Linked DNA regions of Sus scrofa: region 2 is linked to region 1. The links are chromatin contacts, called in public HiChIP or PLAC-seq maps. All regions are on one chromosome and are shown on one strand. Each heading gives the region's core, a stretch centred on a gene start, on an enhancer-like site or on the middle of the called end of the contact. The rest is flanking DNA. Distances are from core to core; before and after follow the strand shown.

Evidence for each region. HiChIP or PLAC-seq counts read pairs in DNA pulled down with a chosen protein or histone mark.
Region 2: an H3K27ac HiChIP or PLAC-seq map of skeletal muscle shows a contact between it and region 1, with 2.6 times the contacts expected there. The contact joins two enhancer-like sites. A contact is called at or near these places in 1 of 47 Hi-C or Micro-C datasets (skeletal muscle) and 1 of 2 datasets of contacts at active chromatin or transcription factors (skeletal muscle).

What each region holds. Positions count from the first base shown.
Region 1 is chr1:77,168,546-77,173,313 of Sscrofa11.1, reverse strand. MFSD4B (sodium-dependent glucose transporter 1) reads right to left here. Exons shown (of 5, transcript XM_003121369.4): 5 at 1-4,768. Among named protein-coding and RNA genes, the nearest start is that of MFSD4B, 12 kb to the right of the region's middle. Within about 2 kb of position 2,888, at least 3 of the 83 cell types and tissues checked have an H3K27ac peak or open chromatin away from gene starts, as enhancers often do. A contact at or near this core is called in skeletal muscle, where this site is marked.
Region 2 is chr1:77,485,841-77,490,608 of Sscrofa11.1, reverse strand. All of the region lies in intron 8 of TRAF3IP2 (adapter protein CIKS), which reads left to right. Among named protein-coding and RNA genes, the nearest start is that of TRAF3IP2, 53 kb to the left of the region's middle. Within about 2 kb of position 2,663, at least 9 of the 83 cell types and tissues checked have an H3K27ac peak or open chromatin away from gene starts, as enhancers often do. A contact at or near this core is called in skeletal muscle, where this site is marked.

The DNA of each region.
Region 1 (4,768 bases), core at 1,639-4,138:
TTTTTTTGTCTTTTTGCCTTTTCTAGGGCTGCTCCCGAGGCATATAGAAGTTCCCAGGCTGGGGGTCTTATCGGAGCTGTAGCTGCCAGCCTGCGCCAGAGCCACAGCAACTCGGGATCCGAGCCATGTCTTCGACCTACACCACAGCTCATGGCAACACCAGATCCTTAACCCACTGAGCAACGCCAGGGATCAAACCCACAACCTCATGGTTCCTAGTTGGATTCGTTAACCACTGAGCCATGATGGGAACTCCCAAAAATAATTTTTAAAAAGCACCTTATTAATCTCAACAAATTGTTCAGAAACCAGAAAGCCCAATCCCTTGGGCTACTCCTGTCATCCCACAACTTCAAAACATTTCTCCAGACCATCCATTAACTAAGTTAACCAAATGCATCAAAGGCAAGCTGCAATAATTTAGAGACCTGACACTAAAGGCACTCTGCAAGCAAAATATAAGGCAAAAAGAAGCCATGAAACACTATACAAGAAATAATAGCCACAGTGCAAGAACCTAAGGGATCTTCTCTGAAAGAATTAAAAGAAATAAACATCACAGAAACAGAGGACAGGAGAAGACATAATTAAAATAACCACAGGAAAATGTTGGAAAATAAAGTACAATTCTCTTTGACTGTAAAAATTCAGTGTTATAAAATTTTACATCATTAAAGATGAGACTATTTAAACCTAAATAAAAATCCAACTCAAGTCTGACCGAGTTCAAATGCCAACTGGTCAAAGTGCATTAAAGAAAAGAGATTAAATCTTCCTTCTGACAACCAAGGTCACCCGCCTTGGTTTGCCTCTTTTTTAGAGGCACCAAGTCCTTCTTAAAGGCCATAATTTATATTATGCCATTTGACAAGGTATCTACAACAACCTTTCTGACCCCAGATAATAGGTAAGTAATCTCTAGTACATGAGGAAATAAATCCTTCTTGGAGATATCCTGTGTGATTACTTGTTCGATACCCCGTTTCTCCCACGAGGCCTGTGCTATCCAGTATGGCAGCCACCAGCCAATATGGACGGTACTACATTTAGAGGTAAGTTCCAAGAAGCCAGGAAAGTTCTGCTCTTTTCACTTAGCATCTCCCACAGAAACTGCCAAATAGGAGGCATTCGATAAACACGTGAAATAAATACTCAACAGCTAATGCAGTAAATGAGAGGACTGAAGAAAAGTCAGTCGTAGAACAGTATAAGAGGAGGGGGTTCATGGGGACTGTAGACCCCCAAAGATTTAGGGTCAGACTTAGAAAAGCTGAAACAAAATAAATTCCCCAAAATAGCAAAGAATTTGACACTCCCGAAAAGCGGACCCTGCTACCTAAAGTGCTCTCAGTCCGTGGGTCAATTGCACCGCATCACCAGCGATGTAGAATCTCAGCCCCTACCCCAGCCCAGCTGAATTAGAAGCTGTTATTTTAACAAGCAATTCTAATGCACATTAAAGTATAAGAAGCACTAGTCTAGCTCTCTACCCTTCCAGACTGAGCAAGTATCCCTCAGTAAATTTGCAAAAGAACACTGTACAACTGCGTGTAAATCTACAATAATCTTCATAAAGATTTCAAGGAAGAAAAGAACATTTCTAACAAACTTTGAAGCATACAGTAAGCTTTTCTGTATCCCTTCCCTATCACCTCTACCCCCACTGCATCCCCACAGTATAGAAAAATATCAAACACACAATATCTGGGGGCTCACATGTGCAAATATACACACACATTGACAACACTATGAATAAAACAAGGGCACTTAACAAACACAAAAATACAGAGCATCCCAGAAGAATATACCTATTTCCATTAAGCATTTTAAGCTCTATTTTAGTAGTAACTTTTAAGTGGCAGGACTGAATGACACACAGCTACGGCAACCCCAAAGTTCTGATTATGAGAAAGCTATCCTGATTATTCAGTAAATCTATCTGGAACATTTTAATATGTAATCACACATATTTCAGGAGTGTGTTGCGACACTCTTTTTGGTTTTAATAAACTACAATTCTTCAAACTAAAAACCAGTCCACCAAACATAGTATCGGTGTACTCTGAACACAAAATTCAAGTTGTTTCTGATACCTTACCTGGTAGAAGGAAAAAACCTTTTTTAACCCCTTTACCTTTTATTTAGAAATCAAAGAACTTTCTAGGCATTTAGGATTATTACTTATATTTGTTTTTTGTTTTTTTTTTTTTGTCTTTTTGCTATTTCTTGGGCCACTACCGTGGCATATGGAGGTTCCCAGGCTAGGGGTCTAATTGGAGCTGTAGCCGCTGGCCTACACCAGAGCCACAGCAACACGGGATCCGAGCCGTGTCTGCAACCTACACCACAGCTCATGGCAACGCTGGATCGTTAACCCACTGAGCAAGGGCAGGGACCGAATCCGCAACCTCATGGTTCCTAGTCGGATTCGTTAACCGCTGCGCCACGATGGGAACTCCTGTCCATTATATTTTCAGGTACCTCTCTGATCTTCTACCATGATCCTTTTTTTTTTTTTAAATACCTTCATTACTTTTCTAATAAAAACTGACTTTTAAAAAAGATTCTTCTTTAAAAAATAAGAGTATTTGAAAAATGCTCTCAAAGTGTTCTTGGACTTTATTATGAAAAATAGGATTAAACGATTGCCCTCACATGAAGCTGCACCTGAACAGGGTAAAAAGCCCAGTGGTAAGGTACATAAGGGAAAGTCTCAAGAGAAACAAAAAAGAAACAAAGAGCTTAACTCTGAGTTAACCACTCCAGTGCCCCGCAAACAAAGAGTCTCCCTTACCAGGTTTGCTGGCCTAGTCCATGGGGAGCCTTCCACCCCGACAACTGGCACGTTCAATGGGTTTTCTATGGTCACATTCCGTGACCGCAGAAGGTTTCCTTCCCTCAGATCAAACGTAGCTCTCCTGCGTTTGGCAGATTCTTGAGTGCAGTTGACATGCCCTAAGGTGACCCCCCATCACACACATCTCCTGCCTCTCCCCTTGCGTTTGGGCAGAATCTGCCACTTCCTTCCATCAGACAGAATAGGGCAAAGATGACAGGATGTCACTCTGGGGATCACACTGTTAGTAAAGACTCCAGTTTAGCAGAATCTGGTGAAACAGTCTCTTGCTGGCTTGGAAGAAACAAATTGCCATGCTGTGAGAGGATCTATGAGAGAGCCCCATGGCGGGGATCTGTGCGAGGGTCTAGCAATTGAGATTGCTGCCTGCAGACAGCCAGCAAAAAACGGAGACCTCGGGCCACCACAGCGCGAAACTGAATACTGTCAAAAACCTGACAGCCCTGGGAGGGAGGCCCAAGCTCCACAAAGAAGCAGAGCTCTATCCACCAGCCTGACTGTAGCCTGTGAGACCCTGAGCCGAGAACCCAGTGAGGTTGTGCCCAAATTCCTGACTCAAGGGAACTGTGAGGTTAAAAAAAGAAAGTCTGCTGTTTTAAGCTGCTAAATTTGGAGTAATCTGTCAACAATAGAAAACTTTGGAAGTTCCCATTGTGGCTCAGTAGTAACAAGCCTGATTGTATGCATGGGGGTGTGGGTTCGATTCTGGCCTTGCTCAGTGGGTTGGGGATCTGGCGTTGCTGTGAGCTGTGGTGTAGGTCGCAGATGCGGCTCTGATTAGCTCCCTGGCCCAGTAACCTCCATATGCCGTGGGTGCGGCCTTAAAAAAAAAAAATAGGAGACTCTGGTATTGGTTACTCTTATATCAGCAGTCACTTAACTAAGAACTGATTATTAGAATGAATGTTAATTCTTGGAATACTACTCAGTCTTATCCTTCCAATATGGAAATACATTATTAAACTTTAACAATGCCTATATTCTCATATGGCCATTCACATTTTGGTTTGTGGGATTCTAACACATTTTTGGTAGATCTCCAAATTTTCTGCCATGTTTTTATTACCTTCTCTCCCTGAGTTGCATTTTTACCCCTTAAATGTAGATGCTGCAGGTAGAATTCTATTCTAGCAAGCCGCCGAGATGCCAAGTAGCTGCTGCTGCCTAAATTCGAACAACCTAAGAAAAAGCAGTAAACAGAGCAGAGGTAATCTCCAAGCTCTAGCTAAATGAAAAGTATGGAATAAAAAGAGTAAGAAGAATGGGCTTTTTACTGTTAATTTCTCTACGAGCCCTCTCCAAAACTGTCAGATTATTACTATGAATCAATAATGGATGGTGGTCAAGAAAGGTGCTGTATTCCACTTAAGAAAAAATAGAGGCAAATTTATAGAAATTAGGTAAGAAAAAGCAGACCTATTGCAAAACCAGGGAGAAGTTAGGTGCGATTCAGCATCAGATGTGGTAAAAAGGAGTGAACAAAACCTGTCAGCAATGCCAGTCATTTTTCGAAGGACCAGCCCACACCAGATTTGTCACATTCATGATCCCGGACTCTTAGGAGGGATCTAATCATTACTTTGGTTTGCCAGGTGTTTCAAGCTCCGGAAGGAGGCCTGGATGAGCAATACAAGTACTCCAATCACTGGGAAAGACTGTGTCTCACTATAAATTAAACTAGCGGCCTGGTTTACAGTACTTGCAACATGACTCCCAAGCAAACTGGTGGTGGAGCAATCCCTGGACCAGCAAGGCTCAGACCCAGACTCTGTCGTGGAGGTAGGCAAGGACCTCAAGAGACCCCATCCAGAGCCCTATTACTAACACCAACACTCTGAAACAGCTTTTTCAATCAAACACGGCATCCCCAAATCCCATTTGAACATGATGGGGGAGAATGAGCATATAAAA
Region 2 (4,768 bases), core at 1,414-3,913, 320 kb before region 1:
ATCACATTCATCTTCCTTAGCGGGATGCCGGAGGCTCCTGAGGAGGGGCTGTGCCCACTTACTCCGCTTCCCCTCTAGCCGCTGGATGCACACGCGACTCTGCTCTGGTCACAGTGGACTGCTGCAGCATGCCCTCACACACATGCCACACCCATTTGTGCCTCTCTGCCTCTGTGCTCTGTTCCCTGTGCTTGCAATGCCCTTCCCTGACTGGCGGCACCCAGTCTCTGCAGCTTCTCCTGAGCTCTCCTCCCCCTACGCCTGCATACCAGACAGTCCCTTTAACTATGGTACCTTGAGTGGGTGGCATGTGGTGATGGGTGGCGGTATTGGGAGTAATTGTTTCGAGTTACTGGAGCACGGTGATAGAAAAAGCAGACCAATTTTGTTGGTTTTGTTTATGCTTTTTAAACTTCTGCCACGATTCCTTTTTTCCTTGCACTCAGGGCATGCAGTTGCCTGGAAAATAGTTACATTTTGGGAGTTCCCGTCATGGCACAGTGGAAACAAATCCAACTAGGATTCATGAGGTTGTGGGTTTGATCCCTGGCCTTGCTCAGTGGGTTAAGGATCCGGCGTTGCTGTGAGCTGTGGTGTAAGTTGCAGACATGCCTCGGATCCTGCATTGCTGTGGCTCTGGCGTAGGCTGGCAGCTATAGCTCCGGTCTGACCCCTAGCCTGGGAACCTCCATACGCTGCAAGTGCAGCCGTAAAAACCAAAAAAAGAAAGAAAGAAAGAAAGAAAGAAAGGAAGGAAGGAAGGAAGGAAGGATGGGTGAAGGAAGGAAGGAAGGAAGAAAGAAAGAAATAAAGAAAGAAAGAAAGAAAGAAAGAAAGAAAGGAAGGAAGGAAGGAAGGATGAAGGAAGGAAGGAAGGAAGGAAGGAAGGAAGGAAGGAAGAAAGAAAGAAAGAAAGAAAGAAAGAAAGAAAGAAAGAAAGAAAGAAAGAAAGAAAGAAAAAGAAAATAGTTACAATTTGACTACATCCAAAGTCCCTGACTCCTCAAGGTAGTAACTGTGTCTTTCTCATTTGGGTTTCCTCAGTGCCCAGCAGGGTGCCTGACACGCAGCAGGTGCTGCCTCCAAGCTCGTCTTGGGATCCCCAGATGAGTCCTCATCTACTCAGAGGAAAATCCATGAGGCCCTACCTGATGCAGCCTCTCTACTTCCAGGACCCTTCTGCTCTCTTCCATTCACTCTTCTCTGGCTGCACTGGCCTTGCTACTCCTTGAACAGGCCCGTTAAGCTTCCAGCACAGGGCCTTTGCTCTTCTACCTGCCTGGTCCCAGGCATCCTCAAAACTTGCTCCCTCTACTCTTTAACGTCTTTGCTTATTTTCTCAGTGAGACCATTTCTAAACACCATATTTATTTACTTGTTTGTTATTTTTAGGGCCACACCTGCGGCATAAGGAAGTTCTCGGGTTAGGGGTCAAATCAGAGCTGCAGCTGCCAGCCTACAGCACAGCCACAGCAACGCCAGATCCCAGCTACATCTGCAACCTGTGCCGCAGCTTGTGACAATGTCAGATCCTTAACCCACTGAACGAGGCCAGGGCTTGAACCCACATCCTCTTGGATACTAGTTGGGTACTTAACCTGCTGAGGAACTCCCTAAACACCCTATTGAAAACTGCCCATCTTTCATCCCTGCCCAGCACTCCCTACCCCTTTCTCAGTTTTGTTTTTTTGTTTGTGTTTTTGGTCTTTTTGTCTTTTTCTAGGGCCACATCTGCGGCATATGGAGATTCCCAGGCTAGGGATCGAATCGGAATTGTAGCCACCAGCCTATGCCAAAGCCACAGCAACATGGGATCCGAGCCACGTCTGTGACCTACACCACAGCTCATGGCAATGCGGGATCCCCAACCCACTGAGCGAGGCCAGGGATCAAACCCGAAACCTCATGGTTCCTTGTCAGATTCGTTAACCACTGAGCCACGATGGGAACTTCTCTTTCCCTGTTTTATTTTTCTCTACAGCCTGTATTAGTATTGAACACACTCTGTCTTTTACTTATTCGTTATCTGTCTTTCTCCAGCAGAGTGTCCACTGTCTGAGGGCAGTCTGCAACTACACCCTCACCGTCCCTGGTTTACGGGTTCTGCTCTTGCCTGATAACTAGGAACTGGTGGGCTCCTTCTGCGGGCCAGACCTGTGGCTGGAGTGAAAGGATGATGAATTAGCTTAGGCCCCCAGCCCTGGCATACTTCTGCCGCAAGCCACGGGGGAATTCACATCAGTCAGCATGACCTCTGTCCTACCCCTTTTATGGGAGGGTGGTGAAAGGCAGCTGAAAGGCACAGGGCAGGTAGCCTGGGAGGCTGCTGGAAGATGCCGGCACATGTGCTTTCCATAACGAGCCGCACAGCCTGCTCGGAGCCAAGAGCCTTTCACACACACGGCCCTTCCAAAAGCAAAACGGTCCAACTCCCAGGAGAGCTGAGTACCAGACGCCCGAGAAGGGCAAAGCCATGGAGGTGTGGGAACTGAGCCTAGGATCTGGAATCCAGGTTTTTCTCTAATGGCTTTTGCTCCTGTCATTCTCTCTCCCATAGGAACACGTGCCCACCTGGCTTCAGAACACTCACATCTACAGCTGGCCCAAGAATAAAAAAAATATCCTGCTGCGGCTGCTCAGAGAGGAAGAGTACGTGGCTCCTCCCCGAGGGCCTCTGCCCACCCTTCAGGTGGTCCCCTTGTGACCCCTCCACCCCTAGATCAGGCGGGCTGGCAGCATGCAGGGCTGTTGTTTTCAGTCCCTCTGGCCCCAGAAAACCTGTTCTGCAGAGTACTCTTCTCCTGAGACCTTGGGGGACTTGACTTTGAAACAGAGGCCACCAAACAGTCTGCCGTGTCCAGAATGAGCGCTCAGCACTCAGCAAGTGGATAATACCAGTGACGTTGCTGTAACTGTAAACGACCACAAACACTCTCCCATTGCTCAGAGCTACTTTTCCGCGTTAGCCCGGTGCTGGGTGTGCTCAGACCAAACTGATGCATGGACAAATAATAAAATATTGACTCTTTTGTAAACCTGCATGTCACTTATCTCAGAGGAGATAGATACATAGTAATTGACATGGACAGTTGCTTCCAGGGATATCAGTAAAGCTGCTTAAATATAATATTAGACAAATGTAACGAACTGCCTCGTACTAAAGAATTAAGGCCAGATAGTTAAACAATCCCTTTCAATTTAATCTGGGGAGGTTTATTCCTGCAGTAGAGTTTTTAAACAAAGAAACTTTGTTCCCCACCACCATGATTCTAAATAAAATCATAGTTCCTAGGGTCTGGGCTGTAGACGTCAAAAAATCTGTGTACTGTATGAAGTGACGACAGGGAATGTACAATGCAGGCTAGAACTGTGGCTTGGGAGATCTGTGTTCCAGTCTTGGGTCTGCCACTAACTAGCTATGTGACCCGGAGCAAATCTTTTCACTCTTCTGAAACTCCAGGGACTTATTTGTATAATTTCATGGACAGAAGTTTCTTTAATGACTCTAAAAGGTTTAAGACCTAGAAACTAAATTCTAAATACTCCTGAAGAACGTATGAGTTTTTCTGGAGTTCCAGTTGTGACTCAGTGGGTTAAGAAGTCAACATACTGTCTGTGAGGATTTGGGCTCTATTCCTGGTCTCGCTCAGTGGTTTAAGGATCCAGCATTGCCATGAGCTGTGGTGGAGGTCAGCACCTGCAGCTCTGATTTAACCCCTCGCCTGAGAACTTCCATATGCTGCACCTCGGCCCTTAAAAGAAAAAAGAAAAAAAAAAAAATGACTGCGTTTTCTTTTTCATAATAATCTCCTAGGGAATGGAAGCGCATTTTTTTTTTTTTTTTTTTTTACAGAAGGGACATTTTCTTCTTTTTAAAATATCTTCAATAATACCCTCACATGAATAATTTGGAAATACATATCTTGCTCATCTGATTGATAGCCAAAAAAATACAGACATATCCATATGTAAAATATGTACATGTGTGTGTGAATATAGATATTATATATAGAATATGTATAGCATGGAATTCTCTATATCCAGATTATATAATATATATATTCCATATATATTCTACACAGAACAAAGTGAAATGACTGCAGGGGGCCCAAGATAATACCCTGATCTGAACACTTTTGCAGAGTGAGACCTTCTGCTTTCCCTTCTCTGTCTACCTAACTTTTTTTTTTTTTTTTGTCTTTTTTTTTTTTGCTATTTCTTGGGCCACTTCCGAGGCATATGGAGGTTCCCAGGCTAGGGGTCCAATCGGAGCTGCAGCCACCGGCCTACGCCAGAGCCACAGCAACGCGGGATCCTAGCCGAGTCTGCAACCTACACCACAGCTCACGGCAACGCCAGATCGTTAACCCACTGAGCAAGGGCAGGGACCGAACCCGCAACCTCATGGTTCCTAGTCGGATTCGTTAACCACTGCGCCACAAGGGGAACTCCCAGCCTACCTAACTTCTTAAACAAGGCTCAATTGTGTTACAATATAGTTCAGCCCATATATGTCACCATAGGGAAGACAAATATTTATCAACTATATAAGAAGAAACTTTGCTGATAAATTGCAAAGAACACCACTTTAATTTATATTATAACCTAGATGTCTACTGGGTACAGTGAATGTAGTTTTTTAAAACTAGGAAAAGAAGGAGTTCCCATCAGGGCGCAGTGGAAACGAATCTGACTAGGAACCGTGAAGTTTCGGGTTCGATCCCTGACCTCGCTCTGTCGGTGAAGGATCCAGTGTTGCCGTGAACTG